2 separate regions of the Hordeum vulgare genome follow, and region 2 is linked to region 1. A link is a contact called in public Hi-C data. All regions are on one chromosome and are shown on one strand. Each heading gives the region's core, a stretch centred on a gene start, on an enhancer-like site or on the middle of the called end of the contact. The rest is flanking DNA. Distances are from core to core; before and after follow the strand shown. Region 1 holds the start of LOC123449493 (probable serine/threonine-protein kinase PBL16). Region 2 holds the start of LOC123449495 (early nodulin-75-like).

Region 1 (4,518 bases), core at 1,007-3,506:
CCCGAAGTCGGAGAGCTTCGCGTTGTACTCCTGATGATGAACGTTCGCGGAGGGATTCAGAGAAGAGAAATGTAGGCAAGAAGTATTTGTTTCATAGTACCGGTCATGAAAACTGATGGGTGTTCATTCTGTTTTCTGAAATGTGAACGATTCTACTGTTTTTCATGTATAAGGAGTTTTGAATTTAAGCGAATGGAAACAAACATCGAAGTGATCGAACATGTTTTGTATACCTCGTCGAGCAATATGTTGGATGTCTTGAAATCCCTGTAAATGACTGGCTTCTCAGCTTCGTGGAGGAAGGCAAGCCCCCTTGCAGCACCGAGTGCGATTTTCATTCTGGTGGCCCATGGCAGCGGCAGCATCACCCCTACATTAGTAAATCACAAGTACTTGAACAAATCTACATAATGTGGTGTGATACCATGTGAATAAATAATAGTGCATACTCCACCACATTGGTCATGTGATTATGAAGAAATACGGCAAAAAGTTTGACTGAACTTTAAAAAAATCACTGAGGAAATACAGCGAAATTGAAAAAAATTGTTACGCATTTTAGGCAGTTAACAAAATTTGTTCCAAATCTGCACAATTGAATGATAAAATAGTTCATGTGAACGAAACCGGTTGGCGTCATAATCAAGAGATAATTTTTAGCAAATCAAGAAACAATAGGTGCCTTACTCGAAAACAGATGCGATTCCACACTCCCTAGGGGCATCAACTCGTAAACGAGTACCCGGTGATCGTCTTCGCAACAATAACCGACCAACTTCACAAGATTTGGGTGCGAGAGCTGCCCAAGGAAAATGACCTCAGCCTGAAAACATACACACAAAAGAACAACAACTTCATATGCAACAAACAGTAAACCAGAGCATACCCAAAATACATGTATCACTGAGAAACGGTAATCACCAGCCACTCCCTGTGGCCCTGGAAGCTGTTGTCTCCATCATGGACCTTGACCGCAACTCGCAGCGGCTCCTCGATCGCCAACCCTTCGCGAAGGTCATTGGCGACGCACCCTTTGTAGACCCTGCCAAAGCCACCAACCCCTAGCACCGAGTCCTGCCTGAAGTTCTTGGTGATCCTCTTGAGCTCCTCGAACGTGAATGCTATCAGAGGGTTCTTGCGAGCCGAATCATTGCGCAGCGCCTCCACCTCACGCGGGTTGGACGGCAGCAGGCTGTCGTCCTTCTCGATTCTCTCCGACGGGCTCTGCAATTTTGGAGATTCTGCAACTGATAAAAGGGAAAGTCATGTCAGGTAGTATGTCACAAGATTGCAAATGGAAAATCATAAGTTCCAAAAACAACTTGCAAATGGTTCAGAATACTTTCCACAGATCATCGAAGTTCATATTACTACTAATTTGGTTGGATGAAAACAAGTTAGAGAAATACATGATGAACGGACTGGATCAGGCTATTGGAATAGCCACAACAGCATGAAGGCATGCGCTTTCGGATTGAGAATTTAATTCCCGAAGAAGCCATCGAATTGTTAAAAGGTAAAGAATCGGCATATACCTAGAAAGCTAACAGTATTGGGGGATCAAAGAAACAAAGGGGAAAGGTCAAGGCCCCAATCAAAGAAACAAAGTATTGCACTGCCTAGTAACACAAGCCATGCATACCAGGAAGGAGAGAACATGAGTAGTACCTGACTTTGTTGCGTTGGAAGAAACCCTGTTGAAGTACGGACTCCCTTTAAACCAGCAGTTGCCCATGACAACACAAAAATTCCAAAGGAGCAGACTCAGCCTCTGTCCCTCTCTCTCTCTCTCTCTCTGTCTCACCAAGAACAAGAAACCTTATTTTCCTCTTCCGAAACCAGGCCAGACAAAGAAGAGGCACGGGGGGAGAGAAGGTACAGATATCTATCTACCCCCTGAAAGCTACGCAGAATGAGGAACCTCAGAGGAAGGATCGCCTCAACAAGTGGAGCGCGTCCCTGTCTCTATTTATTTATCACGCCTTTCAATCAAAATGAAATAAAAAGAAGAAGAAGAAGAAAGATACTGCTGAGCAGTTCAATTCTGGCAGGCAGGCAGGCAGGCAGAGGCGGTTTCGCTTTCATGCATCATCCTTTACACCAAAGGCGTCTCTTTGAAGAAGGGGCATGGGAGAATTCCCCTCCCCTCCCCTGAATTTATCCCGTCCTCCTCCTTCACGTCATATTTCCGTGGGGTTTTCGATGCGTCGGAGGGAAGGAAAAAAGTGTGGTGGGAAAACGCAGCGGCAGAGCGGGGGCGCACTCGAGTTGGAGTGTAGTGGTGGCTGGATTCCATCGTCTTCTGTCCGTGTGTCTGTCCGCCCGTCTTTGACCTCGATCACGATCAGTTGCGTTGCGCTCACTCCTCTCCCTCCCAGACTGCTTTCTCTCTGATGGCGGTGGAACCGAATGATGGCGGGTTTCTTGGTGGAGTGGAAAGCCCCATTTTTTTTTCTCCCATTGGCTACCTTTCCACCGTGATGTGATCATTGGCCTTCGGGGCAGGGCAAGTCCGCGTCGCGGCGCCCGCGGTCTTGCTATCGCCGGCGGCTTCCCTCGTCTCCTCCCGTTGCGGCGGTGGGAGCTTCGGAGGCGTCGCTTTTTTTGCCCTTGTTGGTGGTGGGAGATATCAGATATCAGATACCTGGACCAGTGGCAGGCTTCCAAGTCCAGCATCCAACTGACATATCTTCCTCCTCCTCAACCCTCGTCTTACAAGGTCAAACACAGAATCCCCCTTTTGTGTAAGTGGATTTTATGGTGTGTCGCCATCTGTATCCTCTCCCTGATTGCCCGGCCAATCGCCATGCTCAGGTCAGGCTGATCTCTATTCTCAATTTGGGGTCAGTGAAGGTGTCGCCATGCTCAGCTCAGGTCCTGGGGTTCAGCGGCACGATGTGCATTTCTTGTTTCCGTGGGATGAAAACAGCACCCCGCTGGTCGAGGGGACAGTTGTGCCGGCATGATTGGATAACCGGAACTCGCTGGATTGTAGTGGCCTCTCCGCTCGACAAGGACCTCCATGCGCCCACCAGGTGTTCGACCGAACGCCTGTGAGACTTTTGGCGGTAGGTATGCTACACTTCGGTTGCCCTGCCCATGTTGTGTCTGTTCCAGTAGAATATTCTTAAGAATTTAATACAGATGCTCGAGGGAAAAAAAACTAAGGACTTAGCTTTTACGTTAGCATGGTTAGCTTAAGTGCCGTAAGACTTTAGTTGCAATCTCGCCTTCACACTTGCATTCTAACGGAAATGGGCTCCACTTGGTCTTCCTTAGTTGTCTAATCTAGAAAGTGGTGACCTAATTTGTTGGTGGCACCAACAAAGATCATTGCCTAGATTCTTCTACGATGCTGCTTGCAAAGAAGTGCTTGTTAACTTGTTATCTGGGAATTCAACAACCTGTCCAGCTTCCTAGTAGTCTAGTGTTAGTTCTAGCCTTCTAGGGGGTACTGTATTTTACTGTGGTGCTGATTGCAACCTACTGTATATATTACTTCCTCCGTCTCAAAATTCTTGTCTTAGATTTATTTAAAAATGAATGTATCTAAATACTAAAACTTGACTAGATACATTCATATCTAAACAAATTTAAGACAAGAATTTTAGGACGGAGGGAGTACTTGGTTTTACAGTTACTGACGCACAGTGTTAGTAACCAAATACTCCCTCCGTCCCAAAATAACTGTAACTGTCTCAAGCTTAATACAACTTTGTATTAGAGCTAGTACAAAGTTGAGACACTTATTTTGGGACGGAGGGAGTACATTTTAGTACTTTTTGAAAGAAAAACTGGTCAACTTCATTCATATTCTATGCAAAATGATTTTCTTTTGACATATAGAAGAACTCGTAATATTCTCATTCCATTTTTCATCCCCAATTGCCTGTATAGGTTTTTAGTAAGTCTTTTGGAGTTAAATCTATTTTTTCTGTCGAAAAGAGGGTATCCCTGGCCTATGCACACAGCCGCCTTATTGCAATGTTATAGTTCTTACAAGAAGCTTAGGAAAGAAACCAAATCTAGCATTTGTAGGAAACCAAATGGTACTGAGGATATCCTCAGCTTTACAGGTGAAATGAAGCTCCGTGCATATCCATTCTTCAATATACAAAATGTATTTTGCAACATCATCCTTTAATCTACTCCCTCTGTACCTAAATACTTGTACTTAGGGAGAACTAGTCTAGTTCTTCCCAACTACAAGTATTTAGGAACGGAGGGAGTAGTAGGTAAGCCTGACTTCAAAAGCGCCGTGCATATCCATTCTTGCAAAATACAAAATGGATTTTGCTGGCACACCTGACAGGTCCTAAGGCTGAGTTCAGTTGAACAGTTTTTAAGATGTATATGGACTTACCAGCCTCTCCTAAGAAGACCTAGTTGTGCGGGTTCGTCAAGATATTGCAGGTGATCACTGTAACTTCTGTGTGGCAGTCTAACAGAGGTTGGGGAAATCAGTTTGCGAAAGGCTCCTTAGTTTCCTTTGCCTGATGAAGGTTCAGGAGTTCATGC
Region 2 (4,518 bases), core at 1,485-3,984, 180 kb before region 1:
GTGCTTTTTAGAATGGTGCCATATCAGTAGGGTGCTGAGTAGGGATAAATAGCCAAATATTTCAGTTAATCGGCCGATAGATCACCTAATCGCCTATTCGGTGACCCACCGAGTAGTGATTAACTGACCGATATGCCGACTAATTGACCGATATTTGGAACAATGAAACTCACCTGCTAAGTTGTATCAAGCTACTGGTCATAGTTTTCACAGCCAAGCCAGGGACTGGTCAGGCTCTCAAGTTCATCGGTTCATGGTCGAACAACTAGTTCGTTGATTTGACCATTGTTCAAGAAAGTAGAAATAAGTCCCATTTTGGGTGTTACGCACCAAAGTAATCAGGTATAGTTGGTTAGTGGCGATGAAATTAAGACATCGCTAGGTGAGGTCGTGGTTTCAAACCCCACCCACGCACTAATTGTTGGCGGAATATCAAAGAGGAGTCTGGTGGCACACTTGGGTGGTTTTCAGCGGAATATCAAAAGCGGAGTCCCCTGGCACACTTGGGTGGTTTGAATGCTCCTGATTTTTTCCAAGTTTAGCGCTGAAACAAACAGTCTTCTCCGGTTCATATGCTTAAATGGTAGTCTAACTGAACCAGTCGAGACAGGTCACCGGTTCCATGGTTTTCTAGCTGGACTGTCAGTCTAGTTTAGTTTTTAAAAACTATGCTCCTGACATGGCACAATCCAGCTCTAGGACAGTGGAAGATTTTCGAGAGGCATGACGGAGTAACATGAAGCTGTGCATGCGGCAGTGAACCAGTACAAGTTTGACACAATTCATGCACAGATGTGAGGCAAGCAACGTCAAGGCATGATGCAGACTGGTGCGATGAGGTCCGCTCCTACATGTGAATAGCTCAAACCATAGTTGACCGGCATGGCTGCAGTCAGACGAAACTGAGGCTAGTAAAATGCATCATACGCTGAGCTGTTTTGGGTAGTGGAATGGTACATTCCGGCTTGTACATGATTGCCATGTGTACGATCGGTTACAAACGATGTAAATTTACTCAAACAAATACTATTCGTAGCTATCAAACAAATACGTTAGTATCATATCTGTCTGAGCAGTATCGGCCAATATGTATAACTACTCAGCTGCAAGAAGTTAAACAGAATGTGCAGTGCATTTGTTGTTCCAGAACAGTCTACTAGCATGCTGAATCAGAAACATCACACAACAAGTAGCTCAGAACAACTGAAAGGAGAGTTATAACTTGAAGTTTCGCACTGATAGTCTAATAATAAATTTCAAATAACAACAGTATTAGGTCTAATATTATATGCCAAATTAGAAAAGAAAGCCTCACGGTTCTCTCTGATCACGAAAGTAAAATATCACTTTGCTCGGAGCTTCAGTGGGCGGAAAAGAGACAGCATGAAGCACATATGATATGTGTTAGCCACAGAGGCAAGCTCACAGAAACAAATAAAGGGCCTGATAGAATATGATGATACAGCTGCTCTCACCTGAAGAAATAAAAAATCAATAACGGAAACTAATTTCAGGAACCATAAAGGCACAGCACCTAGTAGCAGAGAGCAGAAAATCTATCAAGGTACTCCATCGAGTGCAGTTCAATTCCATGCCTGTATCAGATGAAATGAAGCAATAGCATAGCTACAATTCACCTGAAACTACTCCTACTTGTGCCAAGTAACACGAGATCTAGAGGAATGAACAGACTTATCGCACAGACCACATGTAGAATCTATGTTGATTGAGGGGCATAAAACCTAGGGTGCAATGTGTGTCTCTCCAGCTAGACATGCACATGATATTATCAGTATTGGTTTACGACGGTGAGGAAGACATAGCAAAGTCATATGAAGTCAAAACGTAAGAGCAAGCTCCACAATGGAAAGAAGCCAGCACAAAAAACTGAGTACAATATGTACAAGAATGCTTCCTAGTAAGGAAGTGACAAGCAAGGCGGGATCACCAAACCTGCCGCAGGGGAGACATTGGACGAGTCCGCCTTCAAGGTAGCTCCGCTTCTGGGCGGGATTCTCATTGAGCATCTTGGAGTACTTGAGGAACGCCTTCCTAAGCGCTTGCGGGTCGACCGGGGGCTGCTGCATCTGCGACGGTTGATGCGGCGGCGGCTCGAACCGGGGCTGCTTCGGGTGCCTGGAGAAGCCCTCCTCGGGGTCGGCGGGGTGCCTGCGCTTGTCGTGCGGCGGGAACTGCTGCTGCGGCGGTGGCTGGTGCGGCGGCCAGGCCTCGGGTCCGGCACGCGGGAAGTGCGGGAGCTGGGGAAAGGGGGCGGGCTCGAACGGGTAGTCGGGGGGCAGGGCGAAGTAGGTGCGCACGGTGCCGTCGGCCAGGTGCACGGTGCGGCGGTCGAGGTTGTTGAAGCCGTAGGGCGGCGGGGGAGGCGTCTCCACCCGCGGCTGCTGGTGCGGCGGCGGGCGGGCGGCGGCCACCGGGGACGCGGGGTTGCGGGGTTGCGGCGCGGAGGCGGGAGGAGCGGGGTGCCGCCTGGCGTTGGAGGCACGGTTGGGGCTCGGGGTGCGGCGGGAGGTGGACGCGGCCTTGTCTCCGGCGGGGCCGGAGGCGGAGCCGGCGGGCGGCGGGCCCCAGCGTGACTTGCGCGGCGCCATGCCGGCGGAGGGCTTGGCGGCGGAGGAGGGCTTGGAGGGGGGAGGGTTAGGTTTCTTCATCGCTCGCTAGGGATCGCGGCGGAATTTGGAATTTGGGGGATGGGATTCGCTTGGCGGTGGCGGAGGGATCGGAGGGGGGAGGATTAGGTCTCTCTTTTTATTTTCCTTTTTTACCCATTTTTCAGAATCCTTTTTACCTTCCTTTTTAGGCTAGAAGAATCATTTTAGGAAAACCTTTCGCACCGGCAGGCCTGCCGAATCTTTCGGACGGTCACTTCCTGGCATGACCTACTTTCTTCACGCAAGGTGCTGGCGCGTGGGACCCCACAACAGCCTTTTTGACGCAGCCCAGTTCCTTCATGCGGATGGTCGGCGAGCGCAGGCGATCGGGGGTCACGAGCGAGGGCGGTCGGCGGCAACTGCGATGAGCACGGGCGCCGTCATGGTCGGCCACACCGAAGCTGCAAACGGCCATGCCTCGAGCTGCAACCACCATGTCACGAGCTACAACCGACGAGCCTTGTTGTGTTTGGGCATGGTTGGAACCGGAGTTGGAATCGGAATTGGGCGGCACTCGGGGCTCGCAAACTTGTTGGAACTGACGGACGCATAGGTTACAACCATCACGATTTTTTGCTACAACCAATGAGCCTCAGTGCTACAACTTGCATCGGTTTTTCCTACAAACGATCACGACTAGACGATGACGATGATTTTTTGCTACAACCGTTGTTGGTTTTGCTACTATCGGTGACCAATTTTGCTGCATCGGTGACGATGGACGACACGACCGTCGGCATGGCGTGCTGCAACCAGGCAAGAGATGCAACCATCGGCACAAGAGCTGGATTCGCAGTCCAACGGAGCTGCAATGACGGTGAGGTGGAGCTGCAAGGCGACCCCTGTGGGTGGGATGTTGCAGTCGTTGTCCATCGAGCTGCAAGGGGCGGCCTCTTAATTTCTGGTATGATGCAACTGTGGACCGACGAAGCAAGATCGATGTTGGAACCAGTCCGACGTAGCACCGACGACGCTGCTTCCCGGAGTTGCAGCGGTCACCACCGGTAATGTTGGAACTGTCCATCAAGGAAGCTGTAAACGTCAGACAAGGAAGCTGCAACCACTTGACGGTGACAAAAGCACGGCGACTGATAATCCCCAGGTGCAAGGAATCATCGTAGCACTTTTCAAATATGAAAAGTGGTAAGTATGGAGTGTCGAATCTACAAGGAGCTAATGGTAAGATCAATATTTTCTCAAGTCCTATCTGTCACCGATGCAACTCTACATACATCGAATGTTTGCTTCTATCTAGTAACGAAAAATAAATTGTGTTGTGGGTATGGAGAGGATAGCTATGCATGATATTGGAGAACTAAAATATGAAAATAGTTGCTACACTAAATAGAGTTAGAATAAATGGGGAGGGTGCAATAATTATGGTATGGTGTGCGAAATCATCCTAGGCAATTGATAACAAGATCGGTAATCATTCTTGCAATTTTATATGAGGAAGAGGCATGAGCTAACATACTTTTTGTAAACTTATGATTGGATCTCTAGCAAGCATCTGCAACTACTATAAACCATTAAGGTAAACCCAACCATAGCATTAAACATCAAGTCCCATTTACTCCCATACGTAAACAACCCCCTTACTCGGGTGTAAGCTTCTCTCACTCTAGCCACCCGCTATAAACGAATCATGAACATATTGCAACACCATCCAACGTGAATCCTTCATGTGTGTGCCTCTCTGAAGGCACCTTAGGATAACGCCAAAATAGAACATACACTCAAACCAATCAAGATCATCAATCAACTCAAAGGACAACATAGATGTACTCAAACATCATATGATGGCAACACATCATTGGTTAATAATTGTGGCATGAAACACCATGTTCAA

Evidence for each region. Hi-C and Micro-C count contacts between places; a contact is called where the count stands out from the background.
Region 2: a contact with region 1 is called in a Hi-C map of leaf, with 3 times the contacts expected there. The contact joins the promoter of LOC123449495 here to the promoter of LOC123449493 in region 1. A contact is called at or near these places in 4 of 6 Hi-C or Micro-C datasets (leaf and seedling).

Annotation. Positions count from the first base shown.
Region 1 is chr4H:556,708,581-556,713,098 of MorexV3_pseudomolecules_assembly, reverse strand. It overlaps LOC123449493 (probable serine/threonine-protein kinase PBL16), which reads right to left and starts at 2,256. Exons shown (of 6, transcript XM_045126735.1): 1 at 1,669-2,256; 2 at 922-1,247; 3 at 688-823; 4 at 234-370; 5 at 1-30. The coding sequence starts at 1,735.
Region 2 is chr4H:556,889,698-556,894,215 of MorexV3_pseudomolecules_assembly, reverse strand. LOC123449495 (early nodulin-75-like) reads right to left here and starts at 2,734. Exons shown (of 3, transcript XM_045126736.1): 1 at 1,954-2,734. The coding sequence starts at 2,669.